Linked DNA regions of Mus musculus: regions 2 and 3 are each linked to region 1. A link is a contact called in public ChIA-PET and HiChIP or PLAC-seq data. All regions are on one chromosome and are shown on one strand. The core of a region is the stretch at or near the end of the contact, and the rest is flanking DNA. Distances in the headings are between cores, read along the strand shown. Region 1 holds the start of H1f2 (H1.2 linker histone, cluster member). Region 2 overlaps Cmah (cytidine monophospho-N-acetylneuraminic acid hydroxylase). Region 3 has its middle 30 kb from the start of Ripor2.

The links. ChIA-PET counts read pairs in DNA pulled down with a chosen protein or histone mark. HiChIP or PLAC-seq counts read pairs in DNA pulled down with a chosen protein or histone mark.
Region 2: an RNA polymerase II ChIA-PET map of memory CD8 T cells shows a contact between it and region 1, with 7 read pairs. The contact joins the enhancer-like site here to the promoter of H1f2 in region 1. A contact is called at or near these places in 2 of 39 promoter capture datasets (the C10 cell line and pre-B cells), 1 of 484 Hi-C or Micro-C datasets (pre-B cells) and 3 of 115 datasets of contacts at active chromatin or transcription factors (effector CD8 T cells, memory CD8 T cells and pro-B cells).
Region 3: a contact with region 1 is called in an H3K27ac HiChIP or PLAC-seq map of microglia, with 7 times the contacts expected there. The contact joins the enhancer-like site here to the promoter of H1f2 in region 1. A contact is called at or near these places in 1 of 484 Hi-C or Micro-C datasets (CD4 T cells) and 4 of 115 datasets of contacts at active chromatin or transcription factors (T-cell acute lymphoblastic leukemia, effector CD8 T cells, memory CD8 T cells and 1 more).

Annotation. Positions count from the first base shown.
Region 1 is chr13:23,736,707-23,740,256 of GRCm38.p6, forward strand. H1f2 (H1.2 linker histone, cluster member) reads left to right here and starts at 2,101. Exons shown (of 1, transcript NM_015786.3): 1 at 2,101-2,825. The coding sequence starts at 2,143. The coding sequence ends at 2,781.
Region 2 is chr13:24,401,343-24,404,973 of GRCm38.p6, forward strand. All of the region lies in intron 2 of Cmah (cytidine monophospho-N-acetylneuraminic acid hydroxylase), which reads left to right. Among named protein-coding and RNA genes, the nearest start is that of Gm11342, 27 kb to the left of the region's middle. Within about 2 kb of position 1,914, at least 35 of the 459 cell types and tissues checked have an H3K27ac peak or open chromatin away from gene starts, as enhancers often do. A contact at or near this core is called in memory CD8 T cells, pre-B cells and pro-B cells, where this site is marked.
Region 3 is chr13:24,606,458-24,609,911 of GRCm38.p6, forward strand. It overlaps a transcript of Ripor2 not described here. Among named protein-coding and RNA genes, the nearest start is that of Ripor2, 30 kb to the right of the region's middle. Within about 2 kb of position 1,719, at least 6 of the 459 cell types and tissues checked have an H3K27ac peak or open chromatin away from gene starts, as enhancers often do. A contact at or near this core is called in microglia, where this site is marked.

The sequences.
Region 1 (3,550 bases), core at 851-3,350:
ACTGTGCATTTACTCAGAGAAAGAATGAGAGCTGAATGAATCCTCAAAAATTAGAGATATAATTTATTATTGTACAATACAAACATAACTTTCAGGGTTATCTTTTCTATTGGAAGCAATGAATTTGCATCTACACCAGGCAAGCTTTATTAGTTAATTGCATTAAAGAGCTATGATTTGATTGATTCGGCTTGAAAGGCTATAAGTTAAAAAATTACAACAATCAAATGAACAAATCTAGGATTTTACAAATAATTTGACAATTTACAGTGACAGGAAAGTGAGCAAACTGGAGAGCTAGATCACACACAGCTATTTTCCTGGGGGAGATGGACAACTATCAGATGAGGAGGACATTCGTTCATTTCCCACGTAATCAGAGCAAGGTGACATGTTCTCATTTCTTTCATTGAAGCATATTGGTATGACGAAGGTGCTTGAGTTGTGTACTTTCAATAATGCCTTGCAATTCCCATTTCAAAGTCCACACAGGAAGGCAACTCTTAAAGTGGTTCTATTGCTAGCAATTAGTCCATCCCTAATCCCATTAGGCTGTTAATTCCCAGAGGACACAAGCCTAGGAGATGCTGCTTGCAAGTGCTAAACTAAGGTTATTACGTGAAACCACGCGGCCATTCTCAGTCTTATAAAATATGCTTTGTTTCACAAACATCCCTGAACTCAATTTGTATAACCTTGGGACTTTACCACGCTTTAGTGCTGACAAACTCATCACATGTTTTTATGTAGACATATACTTAAACAGAGATTTCTGATAAAATTAGGGGAACTTCCTTTGCCCCATGTATTAATTATACTAGCAGAGAGTTTATCTTGTATTTTCTCTAACAACAAAACCATGTTGTAGTTATTGAAATATGAAGCTGAAAACCTTAAGCTAACAAAGCAAAGTTGACTAGAATGCAGATTGCCATATTCCGAGGAACTGAGAAGAGATGACATACAGCTGTCCACTATAGATGACATGATAATTTGTACTTATCTTGTCTCTTATCTTATTGGTAAAATTGGTTACATTTTCTATTTCAAATATTTAGCTTGTTCAAATCTATGCCAAAGGTAACCTTTGGAAAGCCAGTAAGTTTACTGACATCTGCATCTCATAGTCTCCAAGTCTAGAAGGTCCTCCTGTACTAAGACAAACTATTTTCTAGATTAGAATTCCCGTGCACTGAAACTTATATCTGTATTGCTGCCAAATAAGCAACTAAATCCTCATCACTTTAAAAACAGATCTTTCAAAGACTCTAATTTGGCATTTGGGGGAGAGGAGGGCTCATATAGACTTTTAGGGTTCCTTTCCCTTCTTATTATCTTTATTCTTCAGAGCTAGACCCCTACCTTGCAAAACTCAGAGGGGAACCAGGAGCTTTAAAAATATAGCCCAAGGTCTCCCTTTATAGAAGTCAATGGGGTGCCCCGCCCCCACCAATGTAAAGCATTTTAAAGTCAGTGTCTTTAAATCAGATATTTAAGTCCTAACCCCCCCCACCACATTATACACCCCCAAGGCCTATGAACCCCCTCTCAATTTACCCCAAGTGTTTTATACTGGAAATCCCAGTCCTAGTCCATAGTTGTGGTGGGTCTGTAATCAGAAGTCACTAAGGACTTGTGTTACTTCCCTTGCGAAGAAACAGAATAATTGTGAAAATTTAGGCGGAAATCGTTTCATTTTTGTCCCTAAATTAAGGGAAGGATGTGCTCTATAATCCCTGAGAAAAAGAACTTTCAAGGGCAAAGGAGCGACCAGGTAATTTAGAAGAAAAACAGAAAGTGGTCTCTATCTACCCCGGACTTCCTTTGGAGTTGGGGGAATTAGGGACTCCTAGGCGCGTTGTCTTTAGGGATGAGGAAAAAATAAACATATATCCTGAAGCCTGAGACTTCTCGGATCCTTTACCGACCAAACTCGAGAGATTTGGTGCAAGATATTTTAATATTTTCTCCTTTTTGTGAAGTGTAACAAACACAAGTTGGGCGCAGCGCGGCTGCTCAGAGCTTGCCAGGCAGGCCGCTGGAGCACCAATCAGCGCGCGCCTGCGCTCTATATATACAGCGCCGGGCCCGCGCTACTCTATCGGCGTACTGCCACTAGTTCCTGACTTCCAGAGACTCATCATGTCTGAGGCTGCTCCTGCTGCCCCCGCTGCCGCGCCCCCTGCGGAGAAGGCGCCTGCCAAAAAGAAGGCCGCCAAGAAGCCCGCCGGGGTGCGCCGTAAGGCGTCCGGACCCCCGGTGTCCGAGCTCATCACCAAGGCTGTGGCCGCCTCCAAGGAGCGCAGCGGCGTGTCCCTGGCTGCGCTCAAGAAGGCGCTGGCGGCCGCGGGGTACGATGTGGAGAAGAACAACAGCCGCATCAAGCTCGGCCTGAAGAGCCTGGTGAGCAAGGGCATCCTGGTGCAAACCAAGGGCACCGGTGCCTCCGGCTCCTTCAAACTCAACAAGAAGGCGGCTTCTGGCGAGGCCAAACCCCAGGCTAAGAAGGCAGGCGCGGCCAAGGCGAAGAAGCCCGCGGGAGCAGCCAAGAAGCCTAAGAAGGCGACTGGTGCTGCCACACCCAAAAAGGCGGCCAAGAAGACCCCGAAGAAGGCGAAGAAGCCCGCGGCGGCGGCTGTGACCAAGAAAGTGGCCAAGAGCCCAAAGAAGGCGAAGGTCACCAAGCCCAAGAAGGTCAAGAGCGCGTCTAAAGCCGTAAAGCCAAAGGCTGCCAAGCCCAAGGTTGCCAAGGCCAAGAAGGTTGCAGCCAAGAAAAAGTAGGCTGCCTCCCCTAACAATCCAAAAGGCTCTTTTCAGAGCCACCACTCCCACTTAAGAGCTGTGACATTTGTGTGATTAATGAAGCAAGGTTGCAAGGGACTCGATCCCGGCAGCACTCGCTCCCCCGGTGGGATGGGTGGGGTTGCGTGTCCCACCTAGACTTGTTTGTGCTGGGCTGCTCAGGAAGTGCTATGGGCTGGAACACCCTCCCACGGCTGTCAGCAGCAGAAAGCAACCCTCGGCGCTAGTTCGTATTGGACTGCAAGGTGATTTGAAAGTTCCGCCCTGCTTGTGGGTTGGCTCACTCCGGCCCAGGACTCTAGTTCTTCGTTTGATTGGGCGCCATCCCGAAGTTTGAGCTTCCTGCCTGGAGAAACGCATCCGGGGCTTGTAGGTGGCTTCTATGCTCAGCCTCTTGTGGGGGTTAGCCTGGAAGTTTGGGAGAAGGTGGGGTGCTGGCGCCAACGAACTGCCTTCCTTAATATTAAAGACATGGGGTAGCTGCCGGAACGACTAGCCTGCACAGTTAAGTTGGACTCGGGACTGAGACGATTGCTTCTCGTACTTTCGGTTTGTTTGCCACAGCGATGGAGTTGTGGGTTGAACTGCGTCACAACCTTTTGTCAGCCATTTTTTTTTCAAGTTTTTTACCATTACCAATTACACTTGCTTTGCCTTATTTTGATCAGCATAGTTGTAGATTAACTTTGTTTTGCCTCAGCTTCCCGAAGCGCTTGCTTTATACGTGTGTGTCGTCACTGAAGATTGA
Region 2 (3,631 bases), core at 664-3,163, 660 kb after region 1:
CTAATTTGGAACTATACAAACAATATGCAATCATAAGCACACAGGCAGATATGATATACGATACGTACCTGTACACATACATAAGAATAGTCAAAGCCCCAAGATTTCATAGCTTCACTTAGAATCATCATTTGCTAATTTTCAGAAAGTTAAACCCGTGGCGATGTGACTGCTTCCTTCAGGGACCTAGGCAATCAATCTTTAATCGCAAATGTATTCCTTCAAACATAGGTCTTTTTGCAAAAGAAAATAATAGTATGTACATCTAAAATATCAGAGCATAATGTAAATATCATTGAGAAGGCTTTAAAAGTCCAATGTGGCAAAAAAAAAAAAAAAAAAAAAACAAAACCCAAAATCTGGGGCATGTTCTAGATACTTCAGTGAGTTTCTTTTGCAGTTAGATAGTACTGGGATTAAAGGCGTGTACTGTTGCGGCCAACCAGCAGCTCGAAACGAACGGTTCAACTGAGATGGCAGCTCGGGCTGAAAGAGAGGAACTAGACGGACAGAAGAAAGAACGGAGCCAAGTCAAAAGCAACTCTGATCAAAGCTCAATTTTACTAAATCAGCACGCAGTTATGTAGGAGAGGAAGGGGGGGCCGATTCCCGCCAAATAGTCTGGGGGACCAGTAGCAGGGTGACCACGTGGATGGCTCCAAACAGCAAAGCGGCAGGTTCCAGCAGTGGGCGTGGCAGAACGATTGAGCAGGCAAGCTCCATCCAGGTGTAAACAGAGGAACCCTAAAGCTGGGGGAGGGGAGGCTACAGTGTACCACCAAGGTGTCTCATGCAATTAATTTTTGAAATGGTCGGTTAAATGTCAAAGGTCCTATTTTGGTAGCAGTGGCACAGCTAAGTGACAGAACCCCTATGATCCTGTTGCTGTCTGTGTGGGTAGCAAGAAGCGAGTGGACATTGACTGCTGCCTGACTGTCCTGGTGCTGGCCCTGCCACACTCCTGGTGGCCCTGGGCACAGAACTCTGTTACCTTGCACATCAGGTGTGCTGTCTTCTCACTGCAAAGCTCAGGGTGGCCATGAACAGATGACAACAGAAAATGTTATTGTAATAGTGGGTGGGAAGCAGCAACGTTGTACAGCAGTCACTGGAAGATGCTTACATAGTCTGCCCGAAGTTGGGACACATTGAAAAGCAAGTTGAGTTTACTGCTCAGAGAGTGTGAATGCTTCCAGTGAATGCTCCTCTGCTGGGAGAAGTAACTGTAGTTAATGAAGTGTTTGCAGAGCATCTGTTATGTCAGATGATCAAGATGATGCCATGAGGCCCTTGACTCATTGCTGAAGGGAGCACGTGTAAAATCCATTGGGGAGTTTCTATGCTACCCTCAAATATATGGGGTGAAGTAACTTGCTCCAGCATGCTTGCCTTCAAATAGTAGTGGATAGACAGGCTAAATGATCTTTATCATTCCCCTCTCTTTCTCCCCCTCCTCCTCTTCCTCCCCCCTCTCTTTCCCTCCTCCTCTCCCCCTCCCCATCCCTGTTCCTCCCCCTCCCTCCCTTCCTCCCTTCCTCCCCTCCTCTCTCTCTCTCTCTCTCTCTCTCTCTGTGTGTATGTGTGTGTGTATGTGTGTGTGTGTGTGTGTGTGTGTGTGTGTGTAACCTCCTCTCAATAGTATTGCTAGGAAAAAAAAACAGCTTCTGTAATGAGAATTCTGGTTTCTTTAAAGACTCAGTTATGCTATGTGAATATGTTTTTGTTTTAATCCCAGGTGTGGAATAAGAGGCTGTGTCACAGCAGGTGATTATGACTTTCCTCTTGCACTACCAGGGGCATGATTCTTGCCAGTTGCAGATAGTTAAATTCTGAGGACTCTGGAGAAGGTATAAACAGAAGAGCCCCAAGGGCCTGTGGTGGCTGCTGCTTCCTGCTGTTGCTTTTAATAGATTGCTGGTTTACCATTGTTGGGTTTCTGGACATTGATATTCTGACAAGGAAGATCTCTGTCTTGCCCCTAGAGACCAGATGCCTCTAATTAGCAGGAAGCAGCCTAAGGAGATCCATGCCTGACCTACCCAGTGCTGTGGGGTTGAAAGGGTTAGAGTGTAATAAGGATTGAAAGAGTGGTAGATAGAAGAATTCAATGAAATAGCAATATATACGTGTGTGTGTGTGTGTGTGTGTGTGTATGTGTGTGTGTGTGTGTGTGTGTGTTGTGCCAACAAACTTCCTAATGGGTGCAGGTAAACATTATGCACTTCTCTTTTGATCATGCCTTAGACTCAGTCTTTGGACCAGGGACTAGGCTTTGTTATTCAGAATTCAAGGTATTATCTACAGTAAAAAGTGCTTCTAAGAATTCTGTATTTTGGGATAGCAATGTTATTATAAGTCTCACATAATTTGGGGTGTTTTGTTTTGTTAGGTTTTTTGCTTTTGTTTGAGAAAGAGCCTTGAATTTATAGAAACCCATATGCCCCTACCTCCTAAGTTCTAGGATTAAAGGCTGCTCCCAACACATATAATATTGTAACTTGTCTATGTCTACCCCTGGGTTTATGTCAAAAGACTTAACAATCTTCCCATTGAAAATGTCTGGGTTGGGCTGGAGAGATGGCTCAGGGGTTAAGAGCACTGACTGCTCTGCCAGAGGTCCTGAGTTCAATTCCCAGCAACCACATGGTGGCTCACAACCATCTGTAATGGGATCTGATGCCCTCTTCTGGTGTGTCTGAAGACAGTGACAGTGTACTCATATAAATAAATCTTTTTTTAAAAAAAAGAAAATGTCTGGGAGTGGAATAAATTGTATGCTATACAGTGTGATATGAAGGACTACTGCCTTAAGCTCACAATATGTTGCACTGGCTGCTGCTCTTTTATGCAAAGCAAGAGGCTTGCAGAACAAGAAGAAACAAAATATACATCTTCTCCATTAAAAAAAAAAATCATGAAAGTTACAGGTTAAGTATAGCTCTCCTGCCTAATCAGAGTAGCTTCTTTTTAGTAGCAGATGGAGACTATTATGGAGATCTGCAAGTTGGTCAAAAGGCAAAGAATAAATGGTACTAAGATGCCCATCCCAATCTGTGCATCTACAATGCAAACCTGATAACTACGGCTTAGAGAACATCATGGAAGGAGCAGGCAGAAAGATTGCAAGAGCCAGAGGTCCAGGACACTTGCAGCAAGATCTCCTTGACAAGATCGAGAAGTGGTATCTATGAAATCTTATCAATATGGTTGTCTAATGAAGACTTGCATAAGGACAGCACCAGGTGACATGCTAGCACAGATATGGAATTTCCCAGGGCTCCACCCCTAGGAGAAGAACTACAGGCAATAGTGGCTGCAGAGAGCAGAAGAATTTATCTCTCCAGGGATGATCTCCCTGATAGGTTTTCTAATCTGAAGTGGTCAGCCCTAAATACGTGTATATATTGGGTGTATAATCTATATCTGTCTATGTAACAATAATAAACAAGGATCATGAATTTGGGAGGGAGTAAGGAGAAGTAAGGGAGAACTTGGAGGGGGCAGAAGGAGAGGTAGAAATAATGTAAATATAGTACTCATGTATAAAATTCTTTAAAAAGCAAAACATCTAAATTTAAAAAATCATATTTTGATAACAGATTTAAGTGAGTCCTTTTGCGGGCAACCAGAA
Region 3 (3,454 bases), core at 469-2,968, 870 kb after region 1:
AACTGCCGCACCACCTTTCAAGGCCCTTCTTTGGAATCTTTGAAAAAAAGTTTCCTTCAAGTTATTGTTCTGTCCTCAGCATGTCACTTAGTGACTGAGAGGTCAGTAAGATGCAAATATTGAAGAAAGGCCACACAAGTCACACAAGGAAGATGTTTCCTTGCGCTGGTGAAGTGGCTTAAGAGATAACAGTGCTTGCTGCCTACAGTGAGGGCCTGGGCATCATCCCCAGGCCCCACGTGGTGGAAGGAGAGAACCAACTCTGACAGTTGCCCTTTGACCTTCATGCAAACACTGTGATCCCCTCCCACCACCCATACCTTACCTGCCCCTGCACAAGCAAATACATACATGGAAACAAAAATTAGAGTTTTCAAAGTATTATTATGTTCAAGTCCTTAATTCTGAATTCTTGTGTCTTTGCTTCTCAGTGGAGGAAGTTTGGGGTTTGGGGAGATTTCAGATCTGTGATTTTTCAATTATGGATGTTCAATCTGTGGGCAGAAATGAAGTTACTAAGCCCAAATCTGCAGACCCTCATGTCTTCAGGGCTCCTGATGTTGCTTTCTGGCCTGCAGAGCGCACTGGGCATCTTCCTGCCCAGTGTAAGGGCTGCAGTAATATCTGTAACTGTCTTGTTTTTGTTATTATTGTTGTTGGTTTGTTTGGTTTTGTTGTTGTTGTTGTGTTTGTTTGTTTTTTGGTTTGGTTTGGTTTTGGTTTTTCGAGACAGGGTTTCTCTGTAGTCCTGGCTGTCCTGGAGCTCACTCTGTAGACCAGGCTGGCACGGGGAAACAATGTATCAAAACAAAATAAAACAACTTCCCCTGCACCCCCCCCCCCAAAAAACCCACAAACAAAAAGTCGCTAACCACTCACTCCAAGCAATCAAACCCTGAGCCCACAGCTCTGAGGTCACAGACCATACCCAATGTCAGTCTTTCCTGAGGGGCTTTATGGGTTGTTCTCCTTTCTAGGGAACAAATAGATTTGTTCAATGAGCAATCGCCTTGTAATCTTACTGAAGAAAATCCATTGTTGACCAAAAAAGAAAAAGGAAGGAAGAAAGTATATTCAGGAGAAAATATGGGTGATCATGGCCTGGCAACAGAGACTTGGGTTCCCCCAAACTGCATATACAATGTGAAAGCAATATCATGAAGTTTTTATAGTAGCAGAATAAAGGATATACATCAAGATGCTTTGAAGTCTTTGGTGGGATCAATCGTCATGGAGACAGGTTGACAACCAAGTGGAGAAGCCTCAGCCCCAGCCTCACATACTATGTGATGACTCAGCTTTTGGACTGGGAGAAGCCAAAGATCTGCTCAGTTAATACTTTCCTAAGGAAAACAAGTGCTTCGTATACCTTCCAATGATTCTCCTAGTGCTCACAAAGTCTCTAGGTCAGGAAGAGAGACGGGCAACAAATGGCTATTAAGAGGACTGAAGATGGCCCAAGATAATTTGACTCTGGACCTGCTACATTCCAAACTCTTCACAATTATTGATGCTCTAATCTGCTGAAAGTCCAGATACCCTGAAGTTGGAACAATATGCAAGAAGCCTGAAAGGCCTGGAGAGGGCTGTTATCATCTCTTTGAATCACTGGGACAGCCGTACTGTTGGTGGCCATGATCTTGTGGTCACAGCACTTTGCAATTAGACACATCTTATGTGTATTTTTGCTGGCAAAGTCGCCCAACGAAAAGGTTATTTCTAGCTTTGCAATCTTTTCAGTATTCCCCCGTGATTCCAGCTACTCCACAGTTTCAGTTCCTCTCTCCTACCTTGTTCTTCTTTCTACTTCTTTTACATCTATTTAGTTCATCTTCTCTCCCCTGTTCTTAAGTTGGTAAATCTGAAAAAAAAAATTGTTGAAAAAATTGCTGAAGAGATGGCTCAGCAGTTAAGAGCACTGGCTGCTCTTGTAGAGGACCTGGGTTTGACTCCCTGCAGCCACATGGAAATTTACAACCATCCTTAAGTCCAGTTCCAGGGAATCTGATGCCCTCTTCTGATCTCCATAGGTACCAGGCATGCAAATGGTATTTATACATAATGCAGGCAAAACACATGTACACACATATACACACACATGCACAAAATATACACAAATTACAGACTGAGATTATTGCAACCTAATTCTTCATACCAAAAGATAATAACCTTTTGTTAATATTCCTTGTCATGCATAGATACACTAAGCACAAATACTTTTACCTCAGAGCTTCCCACTGCACCTAAGCTCTGGTAGATAGATCATTATTATTTTTCAAATGAATGAATGAATGAATGAGTGAATGAATGAATGAATGAATGAGTGAATGCAAGAAGGAAGCAGTTTCTCAGGGCAAGAAGCAGGCCTTGCACAATTGCCATCAGACTTACATAACAGGAAGAATATAGAGTACCCAAATGTTGCCCATCCCTGAGCTTATGTGAAGGTCTACAGTGAGACTTAGCCCACGTGTGACCAATCAGCCTTTGGTCCAAGTGACTGAGGTGCATCCTCACATTGATTGGAAGCAAATTATGTTATTCTCCTCTTAAACTGCTTTTACTGCTGTCTGCCTCACTGAGAAACTTGGGCTTCACTTTCCCTTTCAGATGTACCCCTTCCTTCTTAGTCACAGCTCCCTCTGCACAAAGAAGTGACGAATGTCTGAGACGATAAAGGGCAATTACTTCAATCTGATCACTGCACGTTGGATACATGTATTTAAATGTCACTGTGCACTCCATAAAATACATAATTGCAATATGTCAAGTATGATAAAAAGTGTATTGCAAAATAAGAGTGATTAGCACTGTGGGTTGGGGATATGGTTCTGAGCAGCTAAAATGCTTACCACGCAAGCATGGGGGCCAGCGTACAGCTCCCTAAACCCTCGCAACTGGGTTTCCGACCTGAAAAGGCAAACACGTGGGATCCCCAGGGAAAGGTGGCTAGAGAGACTAACCATGTAACTGAGAGATGCTAGCTTACAAGAAAAAGTGGAAGATTTCTAACATCAAATTTAGGTTTCCAAACATGTACACACACACTCACCACAGGAAAAAAATGAAAAACATAAAATAAATAAATAATGTCAGTTTGGGTCCTCAACCTGTCACAGTCTAGAATCACCTGGGAAGAGAGCCCCAATGCAGCGCTGTCTAGATCGGGTTGGCCCATGGTCATGCCTGTGACGTTTCTTCCTGATTGTGTTAAGTTAGGTGGGAAGGCCCACCGCTATAGGAGGAGCTGTTCCTTTGGTTTGAGTCTTGGACTGTGTACAGGTGGAGAGGAAGAAGCCTGAACAAAAGCAAGCATACATGCCCTCATTCTCTCTTTGCTCTTCGCAGTGGCTGTGAAGTCCAGCCTTGACTTCCTGGAGATGATGGCCTGCATGCATAATGATCCTTCCTCCCTTAGGGCTACTTTTGTCGAGTGTTCAACAGAAACAAGCAC